Regions from separate parts of the Anser cygnoides genome. Here region 2 is linked to region 1. Evidence: chromatin contacts called from public Hi-C data. All regions are on one chromosome and are shown on one strand. Each heading gives the region's core, a stretch centred on a gene start, on an enhancer-like site or on the middle of the called end of the contact. The rest is flanking DNA. Distances are from core to core; before and after follow the strand shown.

Region 1 (7,297 bases), core at 2,575-5,074:
AATACTTCTGCCCTTACAGGTCTCCATGCACAGCTATGGCATTATTCGTCCTCTGGCCCAGTGACCAGCCCTGCACGAAGAAGTCGGACCACCGATTAGCAAGGTTTACAGAAGGGGCTTGAAGAGCTAACAGGATCAGTTGGACTCTGCTGCTGAGAACAGGAGCTGGCTTAAGAGCTGGTTTGGGGTATTTTATTATCCGCAGTGCATAATCCAGCTCTTTAAACGGCTTCTATTTACAACAGTTTTGCTGTCCCCCCCTACTCTCCCGCTCCCACACATTTGCAGATGCTGTTTACTCTGGGTTTCTGCTACTTCTTCACATGCAAATGAGTCTTTCAGGCTTTCTCACTTTTATTTACCCACAAGCAGCACATTACAGCAGGGTGGAAAATCGTAAGTTAGAAAGAGAACGTACTAACGGTATTGAACCAGACACTGAAAATGAAAATAAAAAAAGAAAAAGAAAGTCAGAAATGCCCAGCATGTCCTAAAGCTGTATTATTATCAGCTATTAGGGCTATTTTAAATATATATTTTTTTTGTTTGTTTACAGCAGTGAGTCACCAACAGCACCATGCCAATGGCACAATCTGAATGCACTCTGTGCACTCCCTCTTAACCATCTCAGCTTTGCCAGTGTCCCTATCTCAACTTGCAAGACATTGTCACTTCAGTTGTGGGTCCCTCCTGAATGCCACGACTGCTTTTGCCTTGTCACTGACCATGGGGCCTGAACCAATGCCCTCTGCCAAAGCTGGATGTGGGTCCTCAAACACTGAAACTGCTTCATCAGACCCAGTTCACTGCTGCTGATTTCGTGCTCCTTCCTGTAGATGCTTGCAGGGAGCCAACCCTAACTCAAGGAATATGCAGAAATGTTGAGGGCTGTAACAAGGTGAGCGTTAGAAGAGCAAAATTATTCCAAACAAATCTCAGCACGAGTGATCAAATCCCCATCTGCATCCTCCAAGGCGGTGGGGATGCCTGGACCACAAAGACCAGTGGCAGAGGGGAGTAATGTAGCTCCATAAATGCCTCCAAAAATAATTCCTCCCAAGGGTGGAGATGAGCACAGCACAACTGATCACTAGGAGAAACCTGTGCATGCTGCTCTGGAGAGAAAACACTGCACAGCCCAACGGCTTCAGCCTCTGGTTTATGCCACAAGTCTTGCACAAATCATTTTCCCTCCCTGAATTTCAGTCTCTTGAGCCTAGTTTAAGGATTATAAATTGTAAAGCAATGGAGACAAATTCTAATGAAATATTTCAGGGTAGCAATATCTGCATATCCCACTGAAAACATTTTGGACATATTTTTTTTGCTTAGATTTACTAAGGGCATCTTACCCCACTGCTACACCAATGAGTCCCTTGTGTGCTAAGCCCTGTTACTTAGCAGTAAATTACAGGTTATGAATTTCATGCCAGCTCTTCCCTCGATAACATTTGCTGCTTTTCTGCACCGCCAATGCAGGGTAAGTTGTGTTAAATAGGAAGGTGAGGAACTAAAAATGAGTCTCTGATTAAAAGACAAATCCGCAGGACTGCATCGCTTGGTATGTAGAAAATTAAAATGGAGAAATAGCTTGATTAAAATCAGACACTGAAAATGCTTCTTTCCTAATACACTCTGGTAACAAGAGAAAAAAAAAAAAGAATAGCTCCTGCAGTAGCTGGCTTTTAAAGAAGTAATAAACAGCATGTCTCTGTTCCTGAAGACTAATTAGCGAGATTCTGCAAGCATTGAGATAGAAGAAGGCTAATCAATGGCTTCATACATGCAGACACTTTGCTACTGAAAAATATGACTGCCCACCCATCTCTCCCTTAAAAAGGTGATATGGGGCTGGTACAGCCTGTACCTGTGGCCCTTTGTGTGTAAGACAAGAGCCAAAAAACCACATTGAGCACCGTGTTATCATCCACAGGAGAAACCCCAACTAATGAGGTGTAGAAAAATGCAAGGCTTGAATTATTCATGCAAAAACCCCGGACACAGAGATTGTGGGCTGGGACTTCTGTGAGCCGCTGGGTAAAGTCTTCTCCTGCCAGGAGCTGGAGATGCCACAGGGAGGTAAGGGGAGAGGGAATTTTTGAGAATTCACTGGTGATGGTGGAAGGCAGCTTCCCAGTGCTTTCCACCCCCTGATATGGGATGGACTGAACCCCACAGACGAGGTGGCATCATCCAGCATGACAACACTGTGACACGTATTGCCCCATCTCACCACTGGGCAGCTCAGCTCGGGACAACGCAGCAGAGCCTCAGCCAAAAAGAGGAAAAGAGGTTTGTTTTCCCTGTCCTGGCTGGTGAAACACCGCTGTCATGCATCCCTGCAGACCCTAATCAGAGTGGACAACCTTTGAGCTACCTGGACTTTCCAGACTTTGACTCTGGGGTCATTTCATAAACACACTTACAGAACTGGAGAACAGATTGCTCTTGGGCTGGATGGGATTGATCAATATTTCAGGCAGCAGTTGCTGAACTGTGGCAAGGGGAAATGCAGCACGCACTGGCAGACAGAAGACTGAGTTTCATTGCTGTCCAGGGCTATCAGTCAGCATCAATCCCCATCCAACTCCCCTTGAAGTCACTGCAAATTTTCCAATTTGCATAAATGAGACTTGGACCACAGGCACTGCTGAGTGCTAAAACACAATTTGCATTGAAATAGTGAAGTATGTTCTGATGAACGGGATTCATTATAAAAGAGAAGAGCAATTCATGCATAATACACAAGAAGTTGAAGAACCAAAATACTAGATGGCAACCTCTACTTTAGGACCACAATCAGATTTCATGCACTTTAAATATCAAGTGATGTAATTCATCCAGCTTACTCCAGGTTTATTCCTGATGTAAGCACAATCAGAATCTGCCTGTCAGTCTGAGACAGGTAAACATTTCAGCAGGGATTTGGCAGGCAAGGATTTGAATATATCTTTTAAAAGCCCAAAGTCTCATGGATGAGGTCCACGGAATATCTGATTATTGTTTGTTACTTCGAGCAGCAGAAAAGCATTTCTTCTTCACGATGCAATGAGACAGCACTCCTCTCAGTTTCAAATACACTTATGTAAACTGAATACCGGGATTACTAACATCAGCCTTTCCCACCAATTTATTGAGCCTTGGGTCTCCAATAACACACCTCGCACAAAACCAAAGATCTCCGAGAACATCTCTGTACAGTAGAACAGCTTACGGACAAAAACCAAGTGACAATCCCGACTGGCCGGGTTTGTACTTTGACCAGCATCTGCTCCGTTGGGTTTCACACGGCACATTCCAGCGTGCCCAAGTGTTAATCCTGGAAGGCTTCTAGAATAGCAACTACTGTATGCATATCTCACTTCTGTAGCTGCTCAGAGAAAACATTGCAATTTGATTTAATTGCCATGTTGACTTATAACAGTATGTTTATACTGGATGCCTGCCAGCTGAAATGCAACAGGTTTGCAAAATGTATTTCCTCAAAACAGCATGATATGCAATGTAATAAGGAAAGCAATCTTCCAGCCGCCCTGATGCTGAAGTTCATTTCAACTCCTCTGACTTGGAAGCAATGCTACCAAGTCAGAAGAATTACACCGGGCTAATTGATATGATAATCAGGCCTAGAGGCTGCCTTTCACAGGTACAACAGCCACACTGCAGCTTTGGGAAGGGAATATAACTGTAGGAAATGAAGGCGATTAACAGTTGTTTGTATTACAGGGGTTGTTTGCCCTATTTAATATCCCTATCAAAAGATGCATTATTTGTTGAGCACTCCAAAAAGGAAATCAAAGAGAAACTTCAAGAATGCTGATAATTCTTTGTCTCTATAAGTACGACATTTAAAAGACAATAAAAAGCTGTGCTTTGCCAATCGAAACAAATACGTTATCTCTCCCATGACCTTGGTTGCTAGATTTCAGCCCAGCTAACAACCACCATGTCTTTGAGCTACAGGAACATTACAGAAGCTAGAAGGCAAGTGTGCTGGTTGTATTCCTGTAAAGCACCAGCTTTGTACGACACTGTGACTACCATCTTATCTGGAGGTTGGCACTGGGATGGGTCACGACTTTGAGAGCTGCAGGAGCAAGGAGACTTGTCTGCGATGGAAAAGTGCCCCCTGCTAGCCAACGTTCCAGCAAAATCGGTCTCAGTGTGACGCATTTCTTCTGTAAAGTCCCAAAGGAAAAACTTCTGCAGTTAAACTGTTAAATTGCAATCAATATTTATCTTGCAAAATACAAGAGACCAATGGCACTGTTGCTCAGTGCACTCACAGCAGCAACTTTCGGGAGGAATAACAGGGGCAAAGGGTATAAAAACAGTGGTCAGCAAGGTTGGATCAGTTTATAGATGAGATTTCATGAGATGATTGCCTGTGATTTAAGGAATCTGGATTTTGCGACCCTAAAAGTCTCCTCTGGCCTGATATCACCCTGATGCTAATTAGTTCTACTTTATTAAAGACTGTAACTGCGAGCAGCAGATACTGAAAGAAGCAGCCACGTGGCTCTTACCAATCCTGCACTGGGACTTGTAAAAACAGAAGGAGAAAAGAAAAAAGATGTTAAAAATATCAGGAAAAATCTGAAGTTGGAACAGAACTGGCTTTAATCTCAGTTTCAGTCAAAATTGAGTTCACAAGATACAGTAGTATTTCTTCAAATAGAACAAATGAACCTCAAAGATTTTCTAATGAATACCCTTTCTACACATTTGTACAAAGCAGCCTATAAAACTGGCAATGAGAGATGTCATTGTTAAAAACATACCACTGGACACTTTTCTCACAACTCTTATAACAAGATATCATTTTCTATTCGATTCTATTTGGCTTCTCCATAAGGAACTGTAAAAACCTCTCTGAAAATCCTGGCATCAATAGGAGTCCTGACACTGACTCTGCTGGAGCTGAATCTCCCCCTTCAAGAATAAAGCCTTGGGAGGAAAAAAAAAAAAAAGTGTGTTGGTTTTGTTGCTGAGCCAGCTATTTAACTCCACCAGCTAGCAGAAACAAAGAGAAACCAAATAAAACTATTAAGCACATGTTCTTTTTGGACAAATACGCCAAGACCCTTTGAAATTTATGGCTCTACACCGTCTCTACCTGCTAAGTTATATAAAAAGCTGTGGCTGCAGATATCAGCGATCATGTAAATAAATTTTATTATGCTCTACAATACTAATATGGTTAGACACACTAATCATGGGAGAAGGGGAGGTTGCTATTTTTTTCCTGTCCCATATGGTAATAATTTTGTATGATTGAACTATTATGAGCTAAATAAAACTACACATTAACTGTAAGATACATTGCAAATACATTAAATCTTCCCTGGAGTTTTAGCAAATATTCGCTTTTTCTATGAGGCATTTGGAATTAGCAAAGGAATCTACACTGGGCCATATGATTTATAAATAGATTTGGCTTCCTCTGCAATCCTTTATGGGCAATTATTTCAGAAATGAAGATGCAGAGCCACAGATAAATAAAATAATTGCAGCTGATCAGGCTTTATTTACTGCTATCACATTTCCCCAACTGATACCCTTCCCGCCTCTCATTTGCTCCACTACCCTGGATCGATGACCAGATGAAGAGTTGTCAGTTAATGTCAAACACTGAGCACAAAAGGTGCCAAAAGCAGATTCTGTTTTCCACATTTCCAAACCCTGACTGTTTTTTTTTCCAGAGCTGGCTTGCTCTCTGGATAAATTCAATGTGGAATTAGGAGGCTGGGAAAGGGCAGAGCAAGACCGATGAGTTCTGCAGGGTTTCGAGCGACTTGCCAGGGATTTGTTTTGCTGCCACTCTCCTTCAGAAATCACTGCTTGAAGTCTGGAGAACTGCCCTTCCACGAGCAGACACCTGGCTGTGTCAGGCAAGGGTTCCCATGGACTCCCCATTCTGCAGCTATCCTGCTCAAAAAGGGTATTCAGTTTGGAAGGTGCTGAGTACAGCTGTGTATAGCAAAACCAGCTTTCCAGGTAACTTAAATGAATTGAAACCAAGTAAAGACTGGCCTCACACCTGCATATTACCCTCTGTGGACCTCACACCATTCAGTTTTCAGCACTTCAGATGCCGGACACGGTAGGAAACACAGGTTTATCAGTTTTCCTTAGGATCAAGCTTGAAATCCTACTGATGCCAACTCTACTCTCCAAAACACTTTGGCACAGCTCAGTTCAATAGAGATGTAACTCCTATGGCCTCCCCCAGCACTGAAGGGACAAACTCAGGCCCCAGTCTTCACAGAATCACAAAATCATGATGTTTCATGCTCCCCAAATTATCACTTTTTTTAATGACCCTTGCACCATCAGTGCTGATGGCCAGGCTACACTTAGGAGACATGTGGCCCTGATCTATGACTCTCCTATAGCCTCCTGCCCTCAGAAGGCACAGCCAGCTTTGTGAAGCCTGGATCAGAACGGTACCCTGCAGAAAAGGAGCACCAGAAGCAGCCTGGGAGGTGCCTAGGGACTCGGTAAGGTCTTACAAGAAGTCTCGTAGCTTTTCTTTTTTTCTTTTTCAGTTCAAGGCCACTTATTTCTGTATCAAGAAAGGATGCTACAAACACTTCCAAGAACTTCATCAACAACCGTTCATAAGCTGGTGAAAAGAGGCCAATGGGACCAGATGCCAAAGGAGCTAGGAAGATTTACGCTAGCTGAGCATCTGGCTCCCTGCTCACTGCTACCAGAATGAAGACAAATGCTTGCAAACATAGTTATTCAAAATCACTAATGTGCTCAGCGATGATCAGCACAAACACAGCAGTGTTGCTGCTGTAAGGTGTGGTGCCTGGGAACACAGCTGCTGAATGTTCGAATGCTGCTTTTTCCAGATGTGTATTTAATGCAAAGATCGGTGAGAAAATAGGGTGTTGCTGCCCTTTGAATCAAGCAAAGGGAATGATTAAGACATCATCATCTTTTGTTGTTGCACTGGTGGATGGTGGTAATTGCTTCTATACAGGAAAGTGGCTATACATCTATTGTCATCCATCATCTTGCCAAGGCTGTGTATAGTACAGTAGAAGCAGTAAACTTTTGATTTAACCTCATTAGCATTCCTCGAATTACAATGTCATACCAATGATAAAGATTGAAATTATCTGCCTCTCAGCAAACGGAGAAGAAACAAATTTCACACTATGTAAAAAGCCATGGTAAAAACCATACTTCTTCCTAGTACTTAAAAGCTGCTCAAACCTGCTCAGTTGTTGGGTTTGCCACGTGGGACAGGAGACAATTAGGAATTGTGCTTAAATGCATCAAACTT
Region 2 (7,297 bases), core at 2,258-4,757, 180 kb after region 1:
GCTAAGGTAATCTCTCTCCCTTTATCAGGAACAGACAGCACAAGCCCTGTTAATCTCCTTTACCTCCTCAGGTAAAAGTCTGGACATTTTCCAAAGGATGCAGTTCCCTTCCGCTCAGAGTTTTGACAGTGAGTGGTGCAGTGTTGCAAGTAATTTTTGCTATTTCCTATATTCATGACAGACCAAATCCTGCAGCCTTCTGCACAGCACAGTCTGCACTTGCTTGTAGACGCACCTTGAAAGTGGTGGTTGTATTCAACAGGGAAAAAATAACCCTCAAGCAGAACATTTACTTTCCTTCTTTATGCATAATGCAAGCATTTATTTTCTTCCAATCTGTAAGACCAATAAACTGGACTCCGTGATTTCACTTTGATATGATAAGGTAGCAAACAGGTAGTGATGCTAATAGAGAAGAAGCTGTTACTTCAGCTGAATTAATGAAAGTTTTTAAAAAGAACATGGAGCTGTATGCACCCCTAAGGTACATAGATCAAAAAAATATATTAATCCAAGTAGGTTCCGGTCTAGTTTCAGGTAAGATTTATGTGCTACACAGAATGAAGTTTGAGATTAAGAACATGTGTATTACTTATTTATATTGGGCTGTGGTTATCAGAACAGCCAGAGGGTGTTTTATGAGACTGGGTGTCAGTGAATGTCTGTGAGAATTTTTTTCCTTATTTATTCACTTGAAATAGTGTCCAGAGATGCTAGTCAAAGTCAAGGGTCACCTATTAATAAGTATTTGTAGATCTCCCTGGCAATGGTGTTAAGAACAAATACCTTAACATCACTTATTTTTTACTATGATAACATAAACTGTTCTTCCACAGCCAGGAAGAGTTAAATTAATCTGAGTTTTAACATCAAAGAATTAGTCTTATCTCAGAGCTGCTCATTCACTTTCAACTCATATTGGAGAGTGATATAACACACTTGCTATACCTTTCAAAACCAGACACTGTGTAAAAATATGGGATTGCACTTGAGACATTGTTTTTGCAAATCCCTGTGTATCTGTGAAAGATTCTCCCTGCTGGAACACTGATGTCCTCTCCTGGGCTAAGCTGAAGACAGTAAAAAGGTCCCAATCTCAAGGTCTCCAGTTTATCACCTTTTTTTTTTTTTCCCCTTTGCTATTAAACAGACAGAAGTAGACTAGGGATGAAAACAGAAACCCAAGCTGTGAAGTTTGGCCTTTCAAGGTAGATTAAAATTTATCTGCAAGGCTGCCAGCTATCCTACATTCAAAGGGTTATGGAAACCACTCAGACTTTGGGGCTAGAGACCTTAAATCCCCTTCCACCAGGAAAACAGTTGGCATCATGTGCTGACCCTATGGGCATTTACAGGGAGCTGCAGCACAGTAACACAGCAATGCTCCAGCCATGCTGGAGTGGAGAAAACAGGATTTCTCTAGCCTTTTCTTAGGTATTTTTTTAAATAACCCATCTTTCCCTCTCTTGCAATCACATTGACGAGCTTCATTTGTCCAAACAGGAGCTCCAGGTATGCCATGGGGCTCAAAAGGAGGAAAAAATAATATAATGGCAAAAGCAATAGGACTTCATCCAAGAACTTCCTTGAAATTCTAAGAACTTTCATTTCCGTATGGTGACTTAAGTTATGTAGCATCCCAGCTGAAGGACATAAAAAAAAATTGTTTTCCAGGAAAATCTGCATGCCAGCAGTACAAAACTTAAAGATAAGATACACAGGGTATATTTTAGCATGTTAATTCTTACTTGTCATCGAGTCAGTTTCTTTCAAAAGTAAATAACAAGACATGCACATAAAACATTTATGTTTCCTGCCATGACATGTGCTGATGAAACTTTTCCTGCCTCAGTTCCTCAGCCACAGGAGTTGCAGTTGTCAACAGACGTAGGTCTTAGCTCCACATTTCAGTCACTTCAAGACCCTTCCTCAGCCTCTTCAGTCAATGTGAGCCAGGAAAGCATCCCGAACAGGACTACTGTTTAGCACCTGAATGTTTCACAAGGTCCATAACTGCGAGCAGGATTTCAGTTAATAACAGGTTCCCTCCCACTGACTTGGTTCCACAGCCATGCATGGGTAACCCTGTAATGCTGACGCTGTGGATTTTCTGGCTGATTTTTGATTTCACAGTAATGGGTTTGTTCAAAGAGAATATATTTAATCTATAGATCCAAACTGGGATTATTAGGAAAGGTCACCTCCTCCCTGCCCCTCCCCAACTCTGCTCATCCTCATAGTCTCTCATTTCTGTTTGACATCATCAGCAAAGCCTGAATTTTAATATTTGTTATATTTAGGGCAGATGTTCTACCCAGCCAGAATCAAGGATTAGGAATTCATTTTGTAAGGCATTATATAAAAATATAGGAAAAGTTGGACCCTGGCTCCAACTCTGTAAATTCATCTGAGCATAATTGTAAAAGCAGGACCAGAATCTAAAGAGAAGCCAATATAATTGGTGCTAGTAGATATTTTTACATTTTTTTTTTTTCCCCCCTTCCCCTGCAGGAGAGCTTCACAGAAATATTGAGTACACAGAAATATTGAGACAGTGGATGGCTCCTTTGCGAATTCTGATATTTTGTACCAAACAAGATTATTGAGGAGCAATAAGAATGACCCCAGCTGTTGTCTGCTGGCAGAAACCTTTTAAATGCCATAAGGACACAGAGTCACTCAATAATTACAAGGAAGGAAGACCACATAGCTTAAAGTGACCAGCTAGTAATCAATTCCTGCTGTGAAAATTTTTGTCGTAGCCATACAATATGTGAAGAAAAATGAGAAGCATGCATAAAAAAATCGGCATTGCTTCATAAATGGAAAAAATGAAAGTTCATTCAAAAATGAATAATGTAGCCAGCATGGTAAGAAATCCCATTGTTTTAAAATAATACCTACTTTAATTGTATCAACCTTTTAAAACAATTAAGAGTGTGAGAATAATCATTTTTCCTTTCATTGTAGTGCTTTTCAGGTGTATTTTGGAAACATTTTTTATCTGGTTTGCTTCCACAGTTTCAACTTTAAAGGTCATCTTGTTTTATCAAGATATCATTCTGTGACAGCTTTTTTAGTATTCTCAGTGGTACTTACAGCATGCAGCAGCTGATCTTTCTTCAGAAACTGTAAAGGAAGTAAGTGGTATGTACACATAACCTAAAAAGAATGGATATTCCTTTTGCATTTCAATTTAGCACTAATTAGCTGATATTCTTCACATGTGTATTTAGAACACAAGGAACAGCTTTGGCCTTTTGAGTAGATTATGCCACTGAGTTTCAGGAAGTAAAACAACTCTCTAAACATCAGAAAGAGAGCACAATAAATTCTACAGCAGATGAAAATGTGATTTTAAAATGCAGTGACATAAAGAATGACAATAGACCGAAACATCTCTGGAATGCTAAAAGAGCTCAGACTGACCACTGGTAGTGTCACACATGAAAAGACGATGAGATTCATCCTGTAGAAACCAAATACACAAATACTGAAATGTTCAAGATGTGGAAACAAATCACCTTTTGAGGAGAGGAGGACAGCACCACTTTTTCTCAGTGGCTGCCCCTTGCCATCAGCTGCCCTGAGGCATGAACTTTGCAGCATTTCAAAAGGACATTGGCATGAAGTTGTCTGCTTAAATATTAACAGACCTCAGGTTTCTCAGCAGTTTTTCTGGTTGTGAAACTTTGTTTTTTCCATTCTTAAATTTACCTGCAACAGCATTGTCCCTGCTTATAGTCAGTTCTTTCCTCCCAACACCAACAGAATTGGCTACAAGAAGGAGCAAGGCTGAGAAGAGAATGGAGACGCTGGTGTCTCTGGGCATGCTGCACCTTTCTTAGCTTCAAAGAGGCAAAGTGGGGAGTAAACACTTTAGAGCACTGGGAAAGTTACCAAAGGAATTGTATGGAGACTGTACCATTATTATTCTCCCCCTCCTTATATTATATCCTCTGTTTTCTCCCCAGAAAAGCTCTCAGTAAGAATCATACTATGAACATAATTTATAAATGAAATGCAGGCCTGGATCAATACCTCTCTCCATGCTGCACGGTAGCATAATAACTGAAAAATGTTCTTGTAATTGTTATGAGGAGAGGGGATTGTTTCGTTTACATAAGTGAAATGTGTTGTTAAGTTGTCTGATGATAAGAGTTGACTCTGAGGTTTCTGTACTCGTGGCAAAATGTCAATATTCCTAAAGCATCTCACAGTCAGCAGTTTCAGAGAACAGGTTATTTGCAAAATAGCGTCCCCATTATAATCTAGTGACACACAAATCTGCTGCTCCCGAAGTTCAGCACTGGCCTTTCCAAATCCAAAGTTAAATGGATTCTGCCCCAAGAGCTGAATCGTCACTGAAACTGCTGCGCTTCAGAGAGATTTGCTGTTACTGAGGAAATTGGGCTCCTACGTATTTCTATTCAATAATTTCCCAGGGACCCATCTTCAGTGCATGGTAATACAGTATATTGCAGTGTTGTAGCTTCTGGATAGTCTAATAGACATGTAATCTTATTTTAGTGGAAACCTGGATGCTCACAGACTTGGGCAGAGCAGTAATTTGCTGTACAAACGGTCCCCCTGAATTCAATAGGAAGCTGTGCAGGTATGGTTTAGTAAGTAAAAGTGTATTCAGACCTCATTAGGTTATACCAATGCATTTACCAAAGTTGCTTTTTGATTTCTACTGTAGGAAAACTCGGGCCCTTTTCTGGTGGGCAACATGTTTTTTTACTTTGTGCAATAGAAAAAAGTGAAAATTACATTTGCACACAGTGACTTGCCAAAACATTTGAGGCCTTCGCCTATCTTCTTGAAGTTGTACCTGTTTGAAGGACATTATTCACCATTATTTAATCCTCCAAGTATTCACACTTGTAGTGAGCGCCTTGGTACATATAACACTCTTCCTGCTCCCCCTTCATGAGCTGTTGGCCAGTCTTTGCCTCAGATCATTTCCAGTAGGTAAGAAGTACAAGTAAAGCATATATATCCCACAGTGTAACCATCTTCATTGCTTAGACTGTGCTCCCCCATTCCCACTTCCCTGAGCACGCTGGAAACCAATGACAGACACCATTTCTCCTGCTCATTCTCTCACTGGCTTACTTTTGATCTTCCATAATTGCTTTTTTCAGGGGCACTGACAAGTATTTACCTCGGCAGGTGAAGATTACCCTTCGCTGTTTCCCTCACACTCAGCACAGGAGCTGCTAACCTGAGCTGCTTTTCTCTAGCATCGTTATTGTACTGTGCAACAAAGGTGTCCTGTTCAAATGTTATCATGCGAACCATTCTTGCCATACTTGGGCTATCCACTTATATCAAAGAGGCCTTTCAACACATATCTACAAACCATCTTCAACAGAACCTTTCCCTGACCCATGACAAGCAAGAGCATGTCTTGCCTCTTGCATACTGTGACTTGCAGTTGCCTGGGGTGCAATGCTTCAGGATCTCCTTGGCCTAGCTGAAGTTCAGTCCTCTGCTACTTTACTCTGATAAGCAAGGCCACAGACCTTGTACAGCAGCCTGGCTATTTGTAGATGCGCTGCATGGACTCATATCCATGTGCATGCTCAGCGCTCACCAAGATAAAATAGCCTGTGATGAATTCCACTCTGAGAGCAGTAAAGAGAAGTGATGTGAATAGGATTTGGAGGACCAGATCAAGTAACTCTAAAGAGCACTTGAAACAGCCCGTCAAGAAAATGTGGCCATACAGGAGCTTCGCTGGGTGTTTCTGAAGGCTCACAGGGCTATTGCTCCTTGTCCTTTCCCACAAAGAGAGTGCTCTGTGGGCAAAAGATGCCAAAACAGGTCAGGTGCCAAACTCAGCTCCTGCTTCCTGTATTCAATTTGTTAGATGTGGCTAAATAATGAACTGCATTCATTTAGCACAAGTCTCTCTTACCTCTTATTTGGTTTGATGTATTAGATTTACCATAGATAAACTAGGTGTAAATAGCATTTCATTGTAATTCAATGGTACCAAGAACTCCAAATAATACACTACTGATGAAAGCTGTTTCAGTCAGGTACATGTTCAAACCCACTAAAGAAAACCAGATATAAATCTCCTACTTGAATTGCTATGTAGATTTTACCTTTATTCACTAGGTAAGACTCACACTTGTTCGAACCGCCTCCTCTTCACTGGGACTTAGTCCTTTGCCATGGCCTCAGAGTCTAACTTTATAGCAAGAACTCCCGGCCTATCGTTCTGTTGGGAAAAGTGGAACAAGTTAGGATTTTGGCAGCCCCAGTATGTTCAAACAATAGCAGTATATATATATATATATATATATATAACCACCTAATGGTCACAAATATAAATGAAGGTGTTTCACCACCTACTGCATAGCAAATGATATTGTGCTTTTTATGCCAAATTCCACGTGAGAGAAACAGAAATAAATATTTCGAGGAAGCTGAAAAAGAAGCATGAAAACTTAGGATGTAGCCTGAGTAAGTAGTGGCACCATGCTGGAAGCCTGAACAGAGAACCTCTGTGGCTGAGAGCTGGCTCAGGGAGGCTTGCTGTTGTGGATACAGGTGCTTTATCATGTTACTTGATATTTTTTGTTTTAAGAATTAGGATTTCATGTTATTTTCAGATAGGGAACTACATAGCAGATACCTGACTCTACCATCATGTTTTTCTTCTTAAGGAAACAACAAAGTTTTGTCTAACCCTTAGGGGCAAAAAGAAGTAACATTATTTAACACCTCAACATATCAATTTTCTATTTTGTTTGATGGGCTGACTATGATTTACAGGATTTCTTTATGAGATTCAATTAAATATAGAATTTATAATATTCATGCAGTTTCTGTGCCAAATATACACAGTGCTGATGCAGCAGGGATCTCAAAATATCAACCACCTGCTTGGGAGGAACAGAATTATGAATGCATCTCCTTAAACAATAATTCATCATACTCAGAAGCCTAAAGTTAAGCTACTCTAGAGCCAACACAGCTGCTTTACCATCTTATTTGGGGGATACTGCTGACTTACTAAGCTGGTTATCATTCTTGCAACTCATGACTAAGAATGCAGTCAAGGATTTGGAAATTTAGGAAGTGTAGCACTGAGTGTGGCATGAAGGATCCTGGCTTTCAGCTAGGAACCCGGAGCTGTGAGTGGTATGGCCACACTGCTCATTCAGTACACCAGGAAGCTAAATCAGTCAGATCAGGGAACTTTAGGGAAAGCCTTTGGTTACCTCACTGAAGGCTGAAAGTAAACCTTGGAGTAAATCTTGAACCCCTAAAATATATACAT

The links. A called contact is a pair of places that touch in the nucleus more often than the background predicts.
Region 2: a Hi-C map of liver shows a contact between it and region 1, with 2.9 times the contacts expected there. The contact joins two enhancer-like sites. A contact is called at or near these places in 3 of 7 Hi-C or Micro-C datasets (all in liver).

Annotation. Positions count from the first base shown.
Region 1 is chr15:6,778,302-6,785,598 of Taihu_goose_T2T_genome, forward strand. All of the region lies in intron 4 of FAM20C (FAM20C golgi associated secretory pathway kinase), which reads right to left. Among named protein-coding and RNA genes, the nearest start is that of FAM20C, 18 kb to the right of the region's middle. Within about 2 kb of position 3,825, at least 1 of the 3 cell types and tissues checked has open chromatin away from gene starts, as enhancers often do. A contact at or near this core is called in liver, where this site is marked.
Region 2 is chr15:6,954,079-6,961,375 of Taihu_goose_T2T_genome, forward strand. The region is part of intron 4 of LOC125182975; the gene reads left to right. LOC106033524 (a long non-coding RNA gene) reads right to left here. Exons shown (of 4, transcript XR_010825033.1): 4 at 6,117-6,232. Among named protein-coding and RNA genes, the nearest start is that of FAM20C, 160 kb to the left of the region's middle. Within about 2 kb of position 3,508, at least 1 of the 3 cell types and tissues checked has open chromatin away from gene starts, as enhancers often do. A contact at or near this core is called in liver, where this site is marked.